Linked DNA regions of Hordeum vulgare: region 1 is linked to region 2. A link is a contact called in public Hi-C data. All regions are on one chromosome and are shown on one strand. Each heading gives the region's core, a stretch centred on a gene start, on an enhancer-like site or on the middle of the called end of the contact. The rest is flanking DNA. Distances are from core to core; before and after follow the strand shown. Region 1 holds the start of LOC123402003. Region 2 holds the start of LOC123403791 (probable transcription factor KAN2).

What was found. A called contact is a pair of places that touch in the nucleus more often than the background predicts.
Region 1: a contact with region 2 is called in a Hi-C map of seedling, with 4 times the contacts expected there. The contact joins the promoter of LOC123402003 here to the promoter of LOC123403791 in region 2. A contact is called at or near these places in 1 of 6 Hi-C or Micro-C datasets (seedling) and 1 of 1 datasets of contacts at active chromatin or transcription factors (embryo).

The regions. Positions count from the first base shown.
Region 1 is chr6H:455,156,690-455,161,462 of MorexV3_pseudomolecules_assembly, reverse strand. LOC123402003 reads right to left here and starts at 1,530. Exons shown (of 6, transcript XM_045095854.1): 1 at 1,364-1,530; 2 at 837-961; 3 at 1-224. The coding sequence starts at 1,438.
Region 2 is chr6H:454,860,134-454,865,140 of MorexV3_pseudomolecules_assembly, reverse strand. It overlaps LOC123403791 (probable transcription factor KAN2), which reads right to left and starts at 3,122. Exons shown (of 6, transcript XM_045097708.1): 1 at 2,228-3,122; 2 at 1,850-1,926; 3 at 914-965; 4 at 645-798. The coding sequence starts at 2,810.

The DNA.
Region 1 (4,773 bases), core at 281-2,780, 300 kb before region 2:
GTAATTCATTGTAGTCCCCTGTCTGCTGGTTTGAGCTATCCTTTCCCTCAGTATTGGTGGCATCTGAGAAGCATGTCTTAGATTCAGAGACATTTATCTCCTTTTCCAGATCAGTTTCTTGAAGAGGAGCTTGCTCATCAGTCTTTCTTTCTTCACAGGGCTGCTGTGGTGTCTCCGCAGGACCAACGGGTAAGTTAGTGCAGCTGTCATTTTTATTTGTTTGCCTTCACAAACAAAGCAATACTTCATCAATTCTAGGACAATAAAACAAGAATTTAAAATTGTATAAATTATTGACAAATGTGAATGGAAAGGATAAAACTAGTTCAGATAGAAAAACAGGCACACATTAGGCCATTACACCTCTTAATACATTTTTAAAACAAAAGGAAATTTGAAGTTTGAAATTCTCATTTCACTGAAATAGATTCAGAGTAATCACTCCGAGGCTTGAAACAACAGACTGGAGAATTTAGCGAGGAGTCGCTAGATATATAGCTGGAAATCGATATCTCCAGCAACAGGTTCATCCAGAATTGGTACTAGCTTAAATCGTTAATTCTAACCACACATGTATAACTGGTTGACGGTTCCATAACATGAATTCCACACTTAAACTCTTCCCATTAATAAAAGTCAAGTTCTAAAAGAAACACACAGAGAAAAAGACAGTTAGACAGGAACGTAGCACCATTCTTTCTAGTTTCTACAGACTCGAGTTTTAATAAGCAAGCTGAGTAACTTATAGAATTGCTATCTTTGCACAGAATAATCACTGTCATACCAGTAAAACAGGAAAACATATTAACTGAAGCGACAAGCATCAGTCTACTTACTCATCTGCTACTTCAGTAGAGACAGGTTCTTCTGCAACAGCAGCGGCAATGGCAGCAGAAGCAGCTACATCTTCTGACTCTTGTATCTCAGATGGAGCAGCTTGCTTGTTCTTGCCATGCATTGCCTACAAGCCATCACAATCAATTAGCACAATGCGAACGAGCAGCCAACTATTCACATAAATGCGGGAGAACCCCTGCGTTCTTCCACATAACAAGTAAAGGAGGAAATTTAATCGAGCTATTCATCTAACCAGAGAGAAATGCACAGAAAACTAAATCTATCATGAAACAAAAATGGCACCGTTACAGTTAAGCTGTACTCGTACTAGTGCACAGCGGCGAACGAACTCGACAGAGGAATCCATCCGGCCCCAATCCTGGCCACCAAACCAACACGCGGACCTACTCCAGATGCTCCAACTCGGACCGCGAGTAAGCTCCCCAAACCCTAAACCCTAGCGGCGGCGACGAGGTACCAAATCCGGAAAGGGACAGGGGATGAAAGGGGGGGCGAGGGCGCGTACCTTGTAGGTGGCGATGGCGTGGTCGAAGGCGTCCACCAGCGCCGAGTCGTCCCACAGCTCCCCGCCCTTCCCCATCTCCTCTCTCGCCAACTTCTCACGGCTTCCTCCTCCGACCTGCTGCGCCTTCCCACGAACGAAGAGGAGGAAAAAAAAGGAAAGGCGCCTCCAGTCCAGTAAAACACGCCGCCGTCCACAAGTCGACGAACCGTCACTAGTGGAGGAACCCCTCGCTGAAGGGGGGGCCTAGATGGCCCCGCCCATCAGCAAGGCAGGACAGAGCCTCCTTTTTTCGTTTTTCTTACGTTTTCTGTTCCCTGTTTTTTTTTACTATTGTTTATTTATAGTTTGAAATATTCTGAATGTATGTATTATAAAAATACACTCTATTTAAATATTTGAAAAATGTTGAGAAATTATTTGAATCTTTTTGGACAAGTATTTGAATACTGTTGAATAGGTATTTGAAAAATATTGAAGAAGTATTTTAAAAAATGTTGACCATCCATATAAAAATGTTAATCAAGCATTTGAAAAAAGATGTTGAACAAGTATTTTAAAAATGTTGAACAAGTATTTGAAAAACAATGTTGATCATGTATAAAAAAATGGAATAACTATTTGAATAATGTTGAACAAGTATTTGAAAATGTTCAATAAGTATTAAAAATGTTGAACAAGTATTTGAAAATGTGGAATAGGTATTAAAAATGTTGAACAAGTATTTAAAAATGTTGAATAAGTATTACAAAATGTTGAACGAGTATTTGGAAAATGTTGATCATGTATCTGAAAAATATTGAATAGGTATTAAATGTTGAATAAGTATTTTAAAAATATTAAATAAGTACTCGGCAATGCTGAACTTGAACGTGTATAAAAAAAGTGTTGATCACTTATTAAAAATGTTTTTGACATATACAAAAATTTAGAGTGGAAACGAAAACAAAGACAAGAAAAAACAAAAAACAAAAGATGGAGAAGGAAAAAAACAAACAAAAAAGGAAATCAAACAAACAGCAAGAAAACAAAAAATAAGAAACAAAATGCAAGGAAGAATGTAAAGAAGATGGAGAAAAAAAATAAAGAAATAAAAGAAAACAAGAAAAAAGGAAACATAAAAAATCTCCGGTATTTTACCTCAAATAGAGTGTGATTCTTGCATGAACACAAATCCGAGAGTGGCGCAGTGGCACGCGCATCTATGTGCTATCGAGACGACCTAGGTTTGAATCACCTCGTGCCCTTATTTTCTTCTATTTTTCTATTTCTCTATGTGCTAGTGGGCCGGCTTGATTAGTAGAACGGTTCGGTGACCGATCCTTCTTCAATTCCATAATGTGATAAATAGTTCCCGCGGTCTGTTCCGCGTATGAGGCCTAACTCATGACATTGTTTTGCGGTAGAACCCATCAAGTCCTGCAGTGAAACGGGACGATCGAACTCGGGGCTTGCGGTAGCATGATATAGGTCCACACACAAGAAACCAAGGCCCAATGGGAGAATTGACTACAAATGGACCCAAAAAAACATCTCGCATCCTCCCTCGGCCTTAGCTTTCAAGAGCCTGCGCGCACCAACAACCACTGCCTGGGGAACTAGAAGGCACAATAGGAAGAAGAAAGCCAAGAACCAGGACGGGTTAGCTAGAGATAAACTTTATGAGAAGGGGTGTGCGGGGCATGAACATGAGGAAACTGATATGGATGAGGTTGATCCTATTCGCAAGCGCTCGTCTAATCAAGTTGTGGGGTTCTCGGCCACCACCATTCTAACAGGTTCATAATTAGCTCTTGTTTTGAAGAGCAGTATTGGGGTGGTGTCACTTTCCCTAAGCCCGCTTCCAAAACAGGACCCGAAACGGTCCAGAACCAATGTGACGGAGAAGACTAGTAATGGTGGAGTAAATAAGACCCCCAATTGGGGGAAAACAATGATGCAAGATTGACGGCCTCCACGGCAGATGATCGTGAGGCATAATGAATCTATTTTGCTGGAATTTTTGTGGGATTGGCAACGCCTCGAAAATTCAAAGATGCGCGAACTCATGAGAAAGTTTGCCTCTATAGTACTTCGCATATTTGAAACTCAAATTAGTAGAGAAAGAGCTGAAAAGTTAGCAAGTACTTTAGGTTATGATAATATTTTTGTTATTGATTCCTCCGGTAGGAGTGGAGGTTTAGAGATGTTTTGGAATAATGATATAAATATTGAAAATTTAGGGTACTCAAGATACCATATAGATGTAGAAGTCAATGATCTTGGGGGTGATCCATGGAGACTCATGCTTCCATGGAAAGGCCCGGACTCACATGCGCCATCACACGTGGGATACAATGAAGAATCTGTCGATCCTCGATAGCATACCATGGGTCTACATAGCAGACCTTAACGAAGTACTTTGACATGATGAGCATGATAGAATCGGGACCAGAAGCCAGTCACAAATACAAGGATTTTGTGATGTTGTTGATATATGTGGTCGCATTGATATGGGCTTCAAGGGAACATAATGGACATATGAGAAAAAAGTTGTGAGTGGATCATATACACAAGTTCGCCTGGATAGGGCTCTTGGTTCTTTTTTTTCCATCAATTCCAACATGTAGTGGTGCAACATCTCACTGCTACGACGTCGGACCATACTCCCCTCCTAGTGAGTCTAGCTCCGACGCCACACAAAACTAGAGATAAGTCGTTCCGCTATGAAGCTATGTGGGATACTCATGCAGGGATAACATCCACCGTCTGTGATGCATGGGAGTTGAACGGTCATAACTGGATGGTGAGTAATGTGCGTGCAAAACTGGATGCTCTAGCGCAAAATCTTGATGATTTGTTAAAAGCTACGTTTGAAAGCGTTCGTGGTGATACCGAGAAACTAAAAAAGAGCTACATCAGTTACAGAACCAAGTTCCGAGGTCTAGTCCATCACACGCTGAGATTAAGATTAACAATCAGCTGATTGAACTATACATGCGGGAAGAAATAATGTGGCGTCAACAGTCTCACGTGGAATGGTTATCAACTAGAGATCGGAATACACATTTCTTTCACATGAGGGCATCGATGAGTCATAGGAATAACCTAGTTAAGGGACTACAGAGGCCGGATAGCAGCTGACTGATGATCAAACAGAAATGTTATTGGGGACGTTGCATGGGAAACAAAAAATTTCCTACACACACGAAGACCTATCATGTTGATGTCCATCTACGAGGGGAGAGTGGATCTACGCACCCTTGTAGATCGCTAAGCGGCAAGTGTTAAGAAACGCGGTTGATGTAGTGGTACAGCTTCATGATTCAAATCACCGTCGTCCCACGATCCGTTCTGATCTAGCGCCGAACGGACGGCACCTCCGCGTTCAGCACACATACATCTCGACGATGATCTCGACCTTCTTGATCCAG
Region 2 (5,007 bases), core at 1,873-4,372:
AATACTTGGGGACATCATCATGCATGAGATGAAGAGCCCATACATGCATGTGTGTTCCTACTACAGCATGTAGTTGCTTTAGCGCTCTATAGGAAATTACCAGCAGCTTTTGACCTGTAACTGTAAGGACTCTGGAGTTATATCGATCTGCAAAGCAGTTTTTCTGCCTCACAAGAATGTTTAGCTAGACCTAGCTAGCTGTGCTCCTCTCTGTCATTTCGCCTGAAATGGCAGAAAAGACGAGAGCCCAGCAGCGTGGAGTAATTCTGAAGTGCATGCTAGCGAGCTACTGATATCCATTAATAGCCCACTAACTAGGAACATTTAGTTTGACATAGAACAATCCATAATTACGGCAAGGGGCCCACATATCATGGCATTATAAATCCAGTACTTATACAATTCAAAACGATCATCACAGGTGTAGGGAATTAATGGTGTAGGATTAGGTACTGGGTTGTTAAGTTCTCTCATGTGATATAGAACGAGGAGTACTTATAACAAAGAAGGCTAGGAATGGCGTTGGATGTATATCAACTCCCCGGGCGTTGGATGTCTATTTTTTTTTTATGTGAAAAAAAATTGGATGATGTATATCTCTTTTGGATGTATATATCAACGCCGTGTATGTAGCACGTTGTTACCTGGAAGAGTTGTTGCTCCAGAGAGTGCACATGTTGGATCCATGCTCGTTCCCGTCAAGATTTGATTGCTGGACTGAAGACTCAGACCCACTGGTAGTGTTGGCGATTTCGAAGGAGCTGTCGTCAGGGATGTCGATGATTGTCTTTGCTTGTCCTGCAAAACAAATATTCTAGTCACTGCTAATCCAATGCTACTATGTCTGTCTGTCTGTCTGTCACTTGTATAAGAGTATTGAGTTCTTTCTCAGAGGCGATCTGATCATACATACCGTAGGAAGCAGCAGCCGATTTGTGGTCAGCGGTCTTGATGGTCCGGTACATCTGCAAGACAATCAACTGATCAGTATGTACTCGCGGATACGTACGTACTAGAAAGCATAGGTACAAGTATATGTAGCTGACTGAACAAAGCTAGGATGAGCAGCTGTGTATAGCAGGAGTATTAAAGTCAAAGGTGTGTAGCGGTGGTCTACGAGATGGATCAATAAATACGGGGCGGCAGGGGCGGGCAGAGCGGCATATATGCACAATTGTGGCATTGATGGCGCGATCAGCTACTAGCTTGTGTGCATGCAGGCAGCGAAGCCCGCCAAAGGGCAGAAATTAATTATTGAGAAATGATGCAGGGGTTGTACTTGCCCGGCCGCCTGCTCTCGGGCAGCAACGCATGCATGGATGCGTATCATATTCATATAGTATATCAATGTGTGTGTGTGCGCGCGCGCGCTCCTGTGTGCACATGTGTCCACTGTGTGATCCATCCATCCATCCATCGTCCCCTCCGGTGACTGTGAGGCCTTTAATGGCACGCATTGGCTTCCCGTTGCATGCATGCTTAGCTTTGTGGTGATGCTCAGCTGATCTCGGGTTTTTATTGAAAAGCTGCTCGATCTCCCTCTCCCCCGTCGTGGTAAAGCTAGTGGGAGAGAGGAGGTACGAGCGAGAGGGGAATTTACTGCTCAGAAAGTGAACTGTAGAATGGCTATTCTTACATGCATGACCGACCGAAGATACATCAAATATCTAAGACTAATATATACAGTAGTATATTGTTGCATACACCAAGGAGTATCTGAAGTGGTAGCTAGTAGATCTACACGTACGTACGTTAAGGAGAGCGCAAGTGATCAAAGCTCAATATAAATACTGTAACCAATGAGCTAACCATGGACTTTATTATATGCACTTAAAGAAGATCCCCTCACCTGCAAGTGAGACTTGACATGGGCCAAGGTGAGATCCTTCACGTCCATTAGCTCAAGGACTGACTTGGGCGTTGCTCCTGCACAATCGCAAGGGAGGAAGCATCACAAACAGTAGACAATAATTCGTTCACCAACACATATATAGAGCTTAGCTTGTACTATGCCAATACGCCCATGCATCATTGTCTAGCTCTTTTGAATGCCAGCACAAGAAATGCTAGATTCGACCAACAGGAGGATTGTCTAGTTTGCCAGCAGCTAGAAGAAAGAAAAGAAAACCATCTAACGGCGACTGCTAATATGAGGAGAGGAGCAAGCAAAAATTCAGGAGAACAAGGAAAATAACACTTGTGCGCGCGAGTAGCAGCAAATACGTACTCTCGTGGCCTCCGAGCAGTTCGACGGCGTGGACGAACCGCGCGTGCAGCGACGTGGTCCACCGGATCCTGGGCGCGCGGGAGTTCCTCTTGGCCGGCGGCGCCGCCAGCCGCAGCGCGCCGACCTTGCCGGGCGACCTCGGCCCGCCTGCCGCGCCGCCGATCGCGTCGTAGCAATGCTGGTGGTGGTGGTTGTGGTGGTGGAGCTGGCTCTGGAGGAAAGGGAGAGACTGATGCGAGGTGTTGTACACGGGGATGCCCCGGATGGGCTTCATCGCCGCCAGGTCCTGCACCTCGTGGAGGATGGGCTGGGTGTGCTGCAAGAACTGCACCCCGCCCAGGTGGCCATCGGCTGCGCCGTAGTGCCCTGCATGGAAGCCGCCGCCGGCAGCTGCTGGCAGCGAGGGGTATGTCCTGGCGATGGACGGAGGCGCGAAGGTTGCCGCCGCCGATGCTGCCGTGGTCGCGGCGGCGGTGGTGTCGAGAGCCCTCTTCCAAAACCCTAAGTCCATTGGCTTGGTGGCAGGGGGCGGACTGATTTGGAGCTGGAGCTGCAGGTCCGGGTGTGACGGGAACAGCTCCATTGATCCCTCTCGCAACTTGCGGAGAGCAAGCGGTGTGATATCGGCCGCCGGCGTGGACTTGCGGCTAGCTAGAGAGATCGAGAAAGGGTCAGGGCGGAATTGAGGTGCGGAACTCGGAAGATTTCTTGCTGGGAGAGAGGTGGGGGGAGGAGCCGAGGAGCTCGGGGATGAGGGGAGGAGGAGGAGAGAGATGGGAACTTGGAATGGTGAAGGACAGGAGTGTCTGTTCGGATGTGCTGTGTGAAAAAGAGGCGAGTGTAACTTGTTGCTTGGAGGTGGCCGGCCTAGGATGGAAGATATAGATTGGTCTTTTCGTCCATACACCATGCGCCCCCCTTTCACTTTCGTTCCTCACATTTTTTTCCCCTTCTTTATCTCCTCCCCTTTTTATTCCACGCAGTCTCTCTCTCTTATGGGTGTTTGGTGGCAGATTGCAGTGGGAAAATGACACTTTTGATTGGGATGTATGCTTGCCGCAAGGCAAGGCAAGAAGTGAGGTATTATTCCCTATGGGGCTTTATGCCCATTCTTCATCCTCACGTGAATTATACGCAGGAGTACAATTCAGATTGGTGTTATATAGACGACAGACTACAGCCTAGTTTGGAATTCCAGAATTTTCCCGGTTCGTCATGTGTTTCTTTTCAAGAGTACGCAATTACGTATCGTATTATTAAAGAATGAGAGAAATAATTACAAGAGTTCTCATGTAGATGCAAACATCTACAAAGGTACATCCACACGAACACTCTATTTAGTCTATTCTCTCACAAAGGTACATCCACACGAACACTCTATTTAGCCTATTCTCTCACAAAACACTGTAAGGCTCCTACTCCGTCAAACGCCGTTTTCCAATCTTTAATTTCGTCCACGATAAAGGAAACTGGTCTCTCCGCATGAACCTGTTAATGCGTCCTATTGAAGACTCTAGCGTTATGTTATTTTCAAAGTGTTCAGTTCGTGCAAATGACTAGACTGTCAAAACCTCTACTATCCGCCGATCTAAATCTACTTCTATTGAGGAGCCATCAGTTAATGAGTGTGTCATTCTCCGCAGACGCCTGGACAGGAAGGTGAAGCATGTCTAGGAATCAATGCCAAAACCTTGCGTGCGTAGGTGCATTGCATAGTGATGTGCTCTACTGTGTCTTCACTTTGCAAGCACGTAAAGCACGCCGAAGTTTGGTCTTATAGTCCGTACCTGGCTCTTCGATCAGTAGTCCAAAGGCGATGCTGCGAAGCCAGCTAAGCAAAAAAGCTTTAGTTTGAGGGGTGCATAGCTTTGCCAAATCGTCCGACTCGGGCCCTCACACAATCTGCCGTATGTGGCCTTGGCCGAGTATTTGTCTTCCTCACTACCACATGGCCACCAGAAGTTCTCTGGCCTATGTGCCTCCCGCTACACCGTGGACTTTCCCGAGGTCCGGCGAAGTTGTTGTGGATGACTCTGGGTGAAAGCCTTGGTTTGATGGGGTCGAAGGATACCGGTGAAGATGCTTTTTGAAGGCGTCGTCGAAGAGTCCTCACACCTCTTCAGGTTTGTGGGCGTGTTGGTGATGGAGTTTGAGTTGTCGATGTCAGCAAGGATTGGGTTGTTGCACGATTGTTCTCTGTTTTAATCGTGTGTTTTGAGGTTTTTTGGCCTAGTTTCTCTTATAAAATAGGGCCATTGTTCTCTTTTTTTCCTCTCTTAATGAAAATCGACAGTGCTCCTGCCTTGCAAGTCGAAAAAAAAAATGTGCTGTGAAGGAGATATCTTCGATGATGTCGAACGTTCAAGAATCATCCATAGTGGCCTGCTCAACCGTCGTGTGGTTGATGACCCGAGTACCGACCATAGCAAAAATGCAGGGGGCGATGTCGATTACTCCGAAACCGTGTATCCATTTTTCTCTCCGGAATAATACTCCGTCTCTTCACCCCACCTGTATAGCAACAAGACTGTCGAACACCTTTCGGACCTCTCTGTCAACAACCAGTGTGAGTCCATTCCAAGGTCTGTTAAGATCAACTCTTCTGAGCCATTCCCAGCGAACCCTCAAGGCAAGTGGCTTCAATTTCAGATTCTTCACATCAAGCCCTCATGTGTAGAGATTAAAAATAGAAGATTTACTGGCTAGTAAGTTTTACATTTGTTTCCGAGTGACGACTGGACAATAAATTGAGAGGCAACCATGTTTGGGAAACACATTTA